Linked DNA regions of Mus musculus: region 2 is linked to region 1. A link is a contact called in public HiChIP or PLAC-seq data. All regions are on one chromosome and are shown on one strand. Each heading gives the region's core, a stretch centred on a gene start, on an enhancer-like site or on the middle of the called end of the contact. The rest is flanking DNA. Distances are from core to core; before and after follow the strand shown.

Evidence for each region. HiChIP or PLAC-seq counts read pairs in DNA pulled down with a chosen protein or histone mark.
Region 2: an H3K27ac HiChIP or PLAC-seq map of embryonic stem cells shows a contact between it and region 1, with 5 times the contacts expected there. The contact joins two enhancer-like sites. A contact is called at or near these places in 4 of 39 promoter capture datasets (cranial neural crest, liver and stem cell-derived epiblast-like cells) and 4 of 115 datasets of contacts at active chromatin or transcription factors (astrocytes, embryonic forebrain and embryonic stem cells).

The regions. Positions count from the first base shown.
Region 1 is chr11:98,750,849-98,756,142 of GRCm38.p6, forward strand. It overlaps Thra (thyroid hormone receptor alpha), which reads left to right. Exons shown (of 10, transcript NM_001313983.1): 2 at 2,442-2,790; 3 at 5,260-5,294. The coding sequence starts at 2,738. Among named protein-coding and RNA genes, the nearest start is that of Thra, 12 kb to the left of the region's middle. Within about 2 kb of position 4,008, at least 147 of the 459 cell types and tissues checked have an H3K27ac peak or open chromatin away from gene starts, as enhancers often do. A contact at or near this core is called in embryonic stem cells, where this site is marked.
Region 2 is chr11:100,387,574-100,393,519 of GRCm38.p6, forward strand. The region is part of intron 1 of Jup (junction plakoglobin); the gene reads right to left. Among named protein-coding and RNA genes, the nearest start is that of Jup, 7.2 kb to the right of the region's middle. Within about 2 kb of position 2,723, at least 102 of the 459 cell types and tissues checked have an H3K27ac peak or open chromatin away from gene starts, as enhancers often do. A contact at or near this core is called in embryonic stem cells, where this site is marked.

The DNA of each region.
Region 1 (5,294 bases), core at 2,758-5,257:
CGCACCCCGGCATTCTTTGCCTGCCCCCAAGGCCCGTTCCCCAGGGCTGCCCCTCTCTCTGCTTGCCCACTCCTGGGTCTGCCTCCTCCCTTCCCTGGGGGCGCTTGGGCCTCGGGCTGGCGAGTGGATTTTTCCAGCTTCTGTAAACAAGTGATGGCAGCGTGCCAGGCGGGCAGGAGACAGGCGGGGGCAGCACCGCAGCCAGGGTGTGCCAAGCACTGAGGCACGGTGGGGAGGGGGGTGCGGGGAGGGAGACACCCAGACCCAAAGAGAGAGAGAGAAAGAGAAAGATTCAGGCAGTCAGACTGACTCAATGAAGCCGTACTGGACACAGAGAGCAGTGGGAGACAGAGCAGTCAGTCTCTATTGTCCAGCCCCCCAGAATGCTCCTTGCTGTTGCCCCTCTGTTCTAGCCTAGCTAAGAGCAGTAGGCCCCAGTGCCCGGCCCTGGGCATCCCCACCCACTTCTTCTCCTCCCCCACCTCCACCCCTTAGGGCTGGCTATGCCATTATAAATTTATAACAGGAATTTCTCCACAAGCCAAGAAAAACTTGACCTACTTTCTTGACGGCTCCCTGGGCTAAGTCTCCCCGCTCACCACCCCCAACTCCTGTCCAGCCCCAAGTGCTCAGTTCTAGCTTTGGGGGGGGTTGTCAGAGACAGAACGGGCCCCCTTTTCTGTACTCCTCCTATTCTCTCCACCCAGGGGTTGCCTGAGTGCAGAGGCCTGTCCTGCTGTCCTGCCCCTACCCAGTGCCCTGCCTTATCTCTGCCCCCTCCTCTCGCCCCAACTGGACTCCTTATCAACTCAAGGGGGTGGGGCAGGGGGCCCAAGGCAAGGTCTCTGATACAGCAGCCACGTGATGGAGTTGTACATGGGAGCCATACCCTTTGTCCCCCTCCCTTATGCCTGCACCTGCCTGTGTGCATACACACAGGATGGCACAGGCCTACAGCAGGGTCACAGTGGCTGGCTCAGAGGAACTGGAGGTGGGGGGTTGGTCTAGCAACCCCCCCCCAGCTCCTAGTAGCTAAGAACGGCTAGGTTTCAAGACAGGCTGTGGAGTTGTTATCCCTCAGCCACCTGCTTTCTAGCTGCATGAACTTGAGGGAGTCACCAAGTTTTCTGGGACTCAGTTTCCCCATCTGGAAAGTTCATTTTATTATTATTTTTTGATGTTATACAATTTTGTTTCTGAGATAGGGGATCACTGTATAGCCCAAACATGCCTCGGATTTGTGACAGTCCTCCTGTCTCAGCCTCCTGAGTGCTGGGACTATAGGCATATATCATCACATCTGGATCCATCTGGGGGAAGAAAGTTTTGTTTTGTTTTGTTTTTTATTTTTAAAGATGAGGTCCTTAGCCCAAACTGGTCTTAAACTTACTGTGTGGCTGAAAATGACCCTGAACTTCTAATCCTCCTGCCTCCAGCAACTAAGGGCTGGGAGGACAAACATGCCTGGCCCTTCTGTTTGCAGAGCTCCTGTGCCCCCTTCAGAAGGCACAGATCTGTTCAGTCGACATCGTCACACAATAGTTCCTTCTCCTTTCCCCATCCCGGTGAATGGCAGCTGATCACCTAAGTCAGCTAATTCTTGTCCTGAAACTGGACAGTGGGGTTTGGGACTTGGCGAGAGGGATTTACAAACCCTTAAAGGAGCAAGGCATGGTGGTACATACCCTTATTCCCCAGCAGTCCAGAAGCAGAGGTAGGTGGATTTCTGTGAGTTCTAGAACAGCCTGGTCTATATAGTGAGTTTCAGGCCAGCTAGAGCTACCTAGTGAGGCCTAGACTCAAAACAAAACAAAGTCCTCAAGGGGCAGGAACCGGGGTTTCATTAATGCACAGGAAGCTGAGAGTCAGTTCTCATTGGCTTCTGTTGTCTCGTTCCTTCAAGACCCTAGCGTGGGGCAGGGATATAAGCCAGAGGTAGAACATAGGCCTATCCTGCCCACAGGAGACACTAGCATGAACATTCACAGTCCCTATACGCTCTCCCACTGCCCCACCCTGCCTTTGTGGGGACCCCTATGCCTGTGCGGCAAACTACTTGTCTCTGCTCCCCTCTTGCCCTATCACACTGGTGAATCCTAAGAAACCTTGGTTAAAGGGTGGTAACTATAGCTAATGTTTAATAGGCGCTCATAAAGAGCCAGGCATTTGTTCAAATGTGAGAATCCAGACTTGTTACCTGCTGCATAGATGACCTCATTCTTTCCCTTCATCCCTCACTGTGTCTCGGGCCTGCGTCGTAGCTCTCCAACTGCACCTGCGATGTGATGTTATTCTGGTCCCGTTCCTATACCTATCCTCCATCTCTACTGCCATTTTGCTACAGGCCCCTGAAAGTTACTAAATACCCCCACCAAATCCTGCTCAGTGACATACCTCTATGGCGACAACTTCTTACCCCTGCCTCTCTCTTCTCTCCACAGGTATCTCCAGACAGGACAAGTCTCTGAAGACTTCCCAGCCCCTAACCCAGTACCTTTGACCAGCTTGCCCCTAGCTCTCCCACCTGCCACTCCCTGGCCCCTCCCACCACCAGCCCTCCCATTTTTTTGGGGAGCAGGGCATGGTGTGAAAGGCTGAGTACTGAGGGGGTTACTATGGGTGCTGTGCCCTAGGGCCTGGGTGGCGGGGGGTGGGTGGCCTGTGGGCGTGGGGGGGCCAGTGTGCCCACCCCAGTCTCTTGGCGTGCTGGAGAGCATCCTGGATGGAATTGAAGTGAATGGAACAGAAGCCAAGCAAGGTGGAGTGTGGGTCAGACCCAGAGGAGAACAGGTAACGAATGGGCCTGGCAACCCGGTAGTACGGCAACAGATATGGATAGCTCTCTGGGTAAAAGAGAGATGGTCTCTGTTTTAGACATGGCTTTTAAGCACCCCTGGACATGGACATGGAGCCAGCAAGCCTGCTGCTTACCTTAGTCCAGGGATTGAGGGCATGCTCGTATTTCTTAGGGAATCGGGCACTTAGATTGGGATGTTCACTTTGAAGGAGGAAGCGGTAGGAAAGGGATCATTACAGGTAGCAGACACTCTGCCCCTTCCTTGGCAGTGCTGGGCCATCTCAGCACCCCCCACCCCTACCCTGTGTCTCTTCTCTATTGTTACCCTCACTTGAGCATGTGTGTGATCCCAGTGGCCTTGCCATTTTCTTCTTTCTCCCAGTCCATTCACTGCCTGACCACAAATAAGCGTGTTATCCACAAGCCATGGTGCATATAACATAACATTTCCGGGTACAGGCACCAATAACTATTGGTCACAACCCACACTTATTTTTGGAATCTATTGGAAACCCCACACACTCTTCCTTGTTCATGGTCAAAGGCGGGGACTGCTATGCAGCTCCTCCCAGGAAGTGGAAGAACACACCAGCTAGGAAGGGTTTGCTTCCTCGTGGATGAGACAGACGGCCGCGTCACCTTGCACACACCACTAGGGAGAGGTTACCCCTCATTTGCACTGCTCTGCGTCAGTTTAGAGGGTCTCCGCTTTCCCTGTCTGCTCTAAGTGGCACAGAGCTCTGTTCCATTTGGCGTGATGTCCCAAGAGCAGGGTACATCCTGTGCCTATGGCCAGGGAAATAGTGGGGGTGGGGTGCTCTGGTGAGCAGTGTAGCTAACTGTTGTCTGGGAGATCAGGTCCTGAGCCAGAAGGCCAGAAGCTTGGCCAAGCAAAGCCCTTGTGCCCAAGACCGGTTCTTTGGAGGGTCAGAAATAGTAGATGGGATTTGTGGTTGTGTAAGTGGGACACTGGGTAAGAAAGCCCCTTCCCCCAAAACCCTCCTCTCACACTTAGACTTATGAGACAGGCTGTTCTCACCCTGTAACCGCCACTTGGATTGCCTGTATTTCCCTGCCCACACTTCTGGAAGAGCCTGCTCTTAGCTCTTGTAAAAAGATTGAAATGAAGTTCCTAGTCCCTCAGAGCTGTGGCACCTCTTCGCCCAGCCCTCCCCTCCCCCATGGCCACGTGCCATCTTGTGGCTATGTGTGGAACTGCACCCAGAGGCTCTGAGGCCTGTGATAGCCCCCTGCTCAACTGGGACCAACGTGATCCCTACACACTCACACCACCAGAAGGCGGGAGGCAAGCCTGGCCTTCCAGCCTTGGTAGGAACCAGACAGGGGTAATCCCCAGGGTGTGTGAAGCACAAGGCTGTCTGTGACCGTGACCCTGGCCAAGGTCACTGTGTCAGTGTGTTGGGAACTGTATCAGGCCTTAGGGGGAGGGGCCCTGGAACATGGTACACACAGGGTGGTTGTAGAAGGTTATACAATCCTTGCATGCGTAGAGGCTTATGTAACCTGTGTGTCCTGAGGTTATGTAACACATATATGGAAAGCCTGGCAACATATATGTGCAGTGACTGAGAGTTGCTAAAAATACCATGCATGAAGAAGTTCAGGGTCTTTTTCCTGGCTGATTCTGGCGTGGTGTCCCAGCGTACAAAAGGCCCTTTGGTTTTCCTATTTGTTAACTGGAGGCTGTGAACAGGGTAACCCTGATATTTTCAGTCCATGTGGGTTATTTAGCATGTGTACATGACCTAGAGATTGAGGAACATGTTCACACGGGACAGAGGGACGACACCATTAGGTGCCTGTCCAGAGGCTTTCTGTAGCACATGGGTACCTAGCAGAAGTCTTAGAGAATGCCCAGAAAATTGCATGCAATTGTAGATCCTAAGGCTTATTACCATACTTGGGTTTATGCTGAAGGCTGCATAGTTATTCACACTCGTGGGTGTGATATTGCATATATATATATATATATATATATATATATATATATACATACATTTGAAAGGTTATATAGATTTAAGAATATTCCAAGGAGTGTCCTATATATTGTGGCTGGAATGTATATGTGTGTATGTGCGCCTTAGAGCAGCGCCTTCCTGTGACGGGTGTCTGTGTGTTTGGGGACTTTTGAGCATTGCTTAAATGTGAGATGTGTGTGTTTGTGTTTTGGGGTCTCACAGCAATACCTGTCTGTGTGACTGTACTGGGCCCTCAAACATGGTTTTGGCCCCATCTAAGCCCCTTATCTCTCCCATGCAGCGACCAGATAGCTAGACCCTTTCCAAGCTTTGTCAGCTGATATAGGGGTGGGGGGTAGAATAAGGGCATAAGGAGGGGGGAGAAACCAAGCCTGGGGGAGTGGAAAGGGGTGAAGTCTCTTAGGTGGGAAGAGACTGCCCAGAGGCTACTCTGTGTGATTCTGCCCACTTTGCCCCATGCAGTGCCAGGTCACCAGATGGAAAGCGAAAAAGAAAGA
Region 2 (5,946 bases), core at 1,473-3,972, 1.6 Mb after region 1:
ATAAGCAAGCTTGATGCTAAAGTCTTCTGCCTCTATACTCCAATACTGCAATACTGCCTCAGAGAATGAACAGAGCCCACTCATAAAACGGGGTGGTGCCCAGCATCTCTCAAACAGGTTGTTCCACCATGATGGGGGACCTGCAAAAATTAGGGTGGGGCAGCTGGTGTACTGAGAGGCGCCACCCAGGAACAAAAAGAATCAGGGGCCTCTTCCCAGTGACAGCCCCGGCCCCACCTTTCAGAGCATGACGACAGAGGGGCATGGTAGAACACGCCTGTCATGCCAGTACCGGGCAGACTGGGATAGAAGGTTCACCAGTGGGAGACCAGCTACAAAAGGAGACACTGTTTCAAAGAGGGGGAAAAAAAAAAACCCCGGAAAGGTTGATGAATGTTCTCCCAGCCATTCTTGGGACGCACAGCCCCTCCCCTGCCACACGCAGCAGTCCTAAAACAGACAGAGGCAGGAGCAGCACCAGTGTTCAGCTGCCACCTTCCTCCCTTCCCGCCATCCCATCCCGGCTGACTCAGAGTTTCGTTTGGGGTTGATAAACAGCAGCAGGCCCAGGCTACCGACAGCAGGCTCTGTGCCACCAGATGTGCACAGCTGCTCCCAGACACTTGCCTGGAGTAGCTATTTTAGAATACTGCCTCACCACCCTACCACCCCGCACTCTCCCCTCCTCCCCCCTCCCTTCTCATGCTCCCCTCCTCCCAGCTCCAGCAGGAAGCAGAAGGAAATCAGGAGCTTGGAGGAGGCCAGCTCAAGAAAATCCTGCCTCTCTCTGACCCAAGGGTGGCTCCCAAAGAGAGAACTTCAGGAGCTTGGGATGAGTGAGTGGGTCCCAGAAATCATCTTTGGGAGAAGAAAAACCAGAAAACACGAACCCCGAGAGCTCTTGAGAAGGTGAAACCCATAGATGCTGACCCTCCAGTGCCCAATAGAGGCAAAAGCATAGGGTCCAAGAAGGTGAGGAAGACCTGCCCCGGTCGGCATGAACTCCTCAGTCCAACCACAAAGCTGCCTTCCACTGAGACAGCCACGCAACCAGCCATTTGGACCCAGAGAGATGGGAGAAGGCTCATCTTAAACCAAGGAGCAGCCGCAGATCAGAAGGGAACACTGCGGTCAAGGGTAGCCTCAGGAGAGAGGGGTTCACTCACAGGCTGTTCCTCGGGCCCAGATGGCCAGGCCTGGAGCCAAGGGAAGCAAAGGCTGGAAAGTTGCCCAGGGCCAGGCAGAGGTCAAAGGATATCAGAGGGCAAGCATCCTGTTCTCTAATAGCCAGTGACTTCCAACCCTGCCGGTAGGCCTTTGCTGATTCCCAATTTATAGATGGGGAAACAGAGGCTCCAAGTTCCAGGAACGGTGGCACCATGCTCAGTGCTGAGTCTGTCTTACTTGCAGACTGGGGTTTAGTTCACTTCTGAGAGTCTGGGAGAAACTGAGCCCTCTGACCAAGGGGAGGAAGGGGAAGGTAAGGATGAGGGTGATCACAGGTGGCGGTCCTCCCCACCTATGCATTGGTCAGATTAGGGTCAGATTAGGGTCTCAGCTCTACCATATATGCTGGGAATCTCTGGGTGTTTTTGCTTTGTTTTGAAGGATTTGTTTATTTTTAATGCGCATTGGTGTTTTGCCTGCATGCATGTCTGTGTGAGGGTGTCAGATCCTCTGAAAATGGAGTTACAGATGGTTGTGAGCTGCCATGTGAGTGCTGGGAACTGAACTCGGGACCTTTGGAAGAGCTGCTGGTGCTCTTAACAGCTGAGGTGTCTCTCCAGCCCCTTTGGGTGTGTTTTGTTTTGTTTGTTTTGTTTTGCTTTTTCAAGACAGGGTTTCTCTGTGTAGCCCTGGCTGTCCTGGAACTCACTCTGTTAGACCAGGCTGGCCTCGAACTCAGAAATCTGCTTCCCAAGTGCTGGGATTAAAGGCGTGCGCAACCACTGCCCAGTATTGGGTGTTTTTTAATCTGAGAAAGGCTGGCCCCATGATCTCAGAAGAAGCACTGATGGCCAGATTCTAATAAGATGCGAAGGTTCCTGTGTCAGTGAAGGTTAGGCTAAGGGTGGGCAAGGTAGAGTTGAAAGCAGCTCAGAGAGTGGACACACCAGAAATCTTCACAGAGACAACTAGCTACTCTTGTAAGGGGAAGGCTGGTAGTCAGCCATCAGAGAGGATGGTCAATCAGTTTCACCATTCTCCCTACCAACTCAGAGAGCCTGGGACATTCTTCCACAACAAGCAAAAGTATAGGTTTGGCCATTCTCGGGGCGGAGAGGCCGCACCCAGTTAGGTCTCAGCATTCTTCACCCTGGAAACACAGGTCAGACCTTCTGCAATGCGCCCTGGACAGAACCAGGGTGGAAGTGAGGGAGACGGTGGGGGGTGGGGGGCCCTGCCCAGGCACTGGGCCAGAGATGGGTAGAGACAGAGACAGGGACAGGGCGGGTTTCCGAGTTGAAAGGGGGACCTTTGTTTAGCAGTGGGACTCTGCTCCATTGTTGGTGGCAGGGAGGAAGAAGCCAGTTTAGAGATCACAGGGTGGAGTAGGAGGAGGACAGGAAGAGAGAAGACACAGGCCCTTGAAGGGTATGCAAAGGTCCCTTCCCCCACTGGCTCCAGACTGGGGAGGGGGGGTGGTCAGAGCCCTGCCCTCCATGCCTGTTCTTCCATACAGCCAGCTGGGGTGCTGGCACCACGCACCCTCCGTCCAAGCTGTCCAGCAGAATGACGCCCAGTCCTGACTTTAAAAATAACCCCTCCAAGAGTGACAGCAGCCTCCGACCTAGCCAGCACCTGCAGGGACAGTCAAGCAACAGGCACAGCCACGCTGGGCTGCTAAGTGACAGTAAAACACCTAGAAACAGGCTCAGGAGAGGGCTGCCTGAGAGGCTGGGCTGGACCTGGATGCAGAAACAAAGCACGGGGCCACACATGGCAGGCAAAGCTGGGCTTCCCCTGGAGGTCCTTCGGGCTAGAGGTTGGCACCCTAGGCACACCCAGACCCACACACAGGCTTACATCAAAGCAGGAGAGCAGAGGGATAAACATCTTTACAAAGGGTCCCCATCAGAACCAACACCTAACTGGCTGTGGGCCTTTGGGCAAGTCAAACCATTTATGTAGTCATGGGACCCCTTTTCCTCAGACTGTATGTAACCTGAACATAGCTGCCACCCAAGCAGTAGCCAACCCCAACAGAACAGTCCCCACCTCAGAGTAAGGGCTTAGAGAGGATACCAGCCCTAAGCTTCCCTTCTCAATGCCTCTGGATCCAGCTGAGATACTGCCAACAGTCCCAAGGACAGAAAGAAACACACACTGTCATGGCTCGCACAGTCAGACATAGAAACTTCTAGAGACTGCTGATTCCACGAGGGAACCCCTCACTGTCCCCCCAACCCCAGCACCCCATTCTATCATGGTGAGAGGTTCCTGGGCAGACACCATGATTTCTATCACCAGAATGGCCCACACTGGTAAGAGAGGCAGCACAAGCTACTCGCGCATGGCCGATGCTGATGACCAGAGAAGACAAGGGATGTTTCAAAGGAACATTCTCACTTCCAGCCTGGAGGGCAGCCCAGGCCAGACCATGGCTGAGAAGAGGTCTGGAGTGGGAGAGGCTCAGGCCATGACCCAGCTGCTGTTTGTTCTCTTCTGGGCTGCTTCCCAAAGCAAACAGAGCCGGGTGGGAAAATGGAGGGGGCTATGTAGCAGAGGGAAGTGGCCTGACCTAGGAAACCTAATGGGTTCCCCTAACAGAGGGCTCCAGCTGCATCCCTGATGAGGACAGCATCCCAGGCCGGCAGATGAGCCCAAACCAGGACTCCTGGGAGTGGAAAATTACTCCAGCTGTTACAAGCCCCTAGCCAGCACCATTGGGCTTAGGCAGTCCCATTAACAGCAGTTGGATGCCAGCCAGTTAGAGTAGGATGTTACAGGCGTAGGGCTGGACAGGAGGGACCTGAACCCTTAGTCCCTGGACAACGCAGGCTGCAGCAAGCAAAAGCTTTGCAAGAAGGCTTCAAGCAAATGCCTTAGTTGGGGGGAGGGGCGGGCTGGAGAGATGGCTCAGCGGTTAAGAGCATTGACTGCTCTTCCAGAGGTTCTGAGTTCAATTCCCAGCAACCACATGGTGGCTCACAACCATCTGTAATGAGATCTGCTGCCCTCTTCTGGGGTGTCTGAAGATAGCTACAGTGTACTTGTCATATATATAAAATAAGTAAATAAAATCTTTAAAAAAAAATGCCTTGGTTGGGGCTGCTAGGATGGTTTAGCAGGTAAAGGTGCCTGCCTGCACCATAACCAAATGGCTTGAATTTTATCCACATGGCAGAAGGACAGAACTGACTCTTACAAGTTGCTCTTTGATTTCAGCCTGTATGCGGCAACACCCCCCGAAATAAATACATGTTTGGAAAAATAAAAACTTGCCATGTTGAGGGCACAGGAGGGCTTCGCGGATGAGCGGCTTCTGAGTGAAGTGCTTGTATGGCATGCCCGGAAGCCCTCCCTGGGCTCTAATCCCTGTATTGTGCAGGAATAAAAGCAGCTCACCTCTGTATACAGAGCTCACATGGAGGTGGAAGGTCAAGAGCAAAGGATAGGAGGGGAGGGAGGGAGGAAGGTTCAAGGTGGCTACCTCACACAGTTCAAATTAAAGACAGCTGCTTTTTATTCTCACAAATTTCTGTGCATTCCTCAATTTAAAATAATAAAATAAAATAAAATAGCAATCAGCCAGCCAGTGATGGCGCATGCCTTTAATCCCAGCACTCGGGAGGCAGAGGCAGGCAGATTTCTGAGTTCGACGCCAGCCTGGTCTACAAAGTGAGTTCCAGAACAGCCAGGGCTACACAGAGAAGCCCTGTCACGAGAAAAACAAAAAGACCAACTGAGCACAGTGGAGCAAGCCTTTGATCCTGACACTCAGCGACAGAGAAACAGCCCACAGTGAGGCAGTTTGTCGATTGCCTGGCCTCTTCTCGCCATCACTAGACATAAGATCTCCCTCCACACTGGGAAACCGCAGAGAAAGCTGAGCACCCTCCTCTGCAGCCAACCAGAAGTTAAGAGGCCAGGAGGCTAGCACAAGCAAACGGTCAGACGGTCAAAGAACTCTCTCTCTCTCTTCGAATCTAGCCCAGGAAGTTGCTGGAAAATGGGACGGTCAACCACATCCCAAGAGAAAGACCTCAGGGTGTCTGTCATCTGTTGAGACACAAATCCCAGTGACCTGTCCCGCCCCATCTCACTACCTTTTTCTTTCAGAGAGTTACTGGGCCAGCCAGCTGTCAGACGCTGGGTTTCTATTCGGCCCTGTGGTTCTTCTTCCCAAATTCCCAAACAAAAAGTTTCCTCCAAGGACTTAGACTGACTCTTCACCCACAGGAAGCGCCTCCTGGGCAAGGGTGGCCCTCTCCAGAGGAGACTCTACTATGAGCCTCCACCTGCTTCTCCATTTGAAGTGAAGACCTCCCATCCGGAGCTGGAGAAATGTCTCAGCAGTTAAGAGCACTTACTGCTCTTGGAGAGGACCCAGACCAGTTCCCAGAAGCCATATGGCAGCTCACAATCTTCTATGACTCTGCTTGCGGGGAGAATCTGACACTGTCTTCTGGATAGGAAGTCTTTTTCTCTGTCTAGCCTCTTCAATAAAGACATCTGCGTGTCCTCACCCCACCCACCTTGTCCCTGTTGGCCTCAGGGTGCTAGAAAGCCACCAGCCCAAATTACTCTGTGTGGTAATCTGCGAGAATGACTTCATTCTCCCTTGGTGCTTCCCAGTCAAGGCTCCTTGCTTTAGGGGCTCTCTTCTCTAAGATAGGTAAACACACTGTGGTTCCGTCCTGATGGGAAGATCTGGTAGTAAGAACCTCAGTCTTTAGAATGTACCAGTACGCAGGCTCAACCTAGCCCCAGTTCTCCATTCTG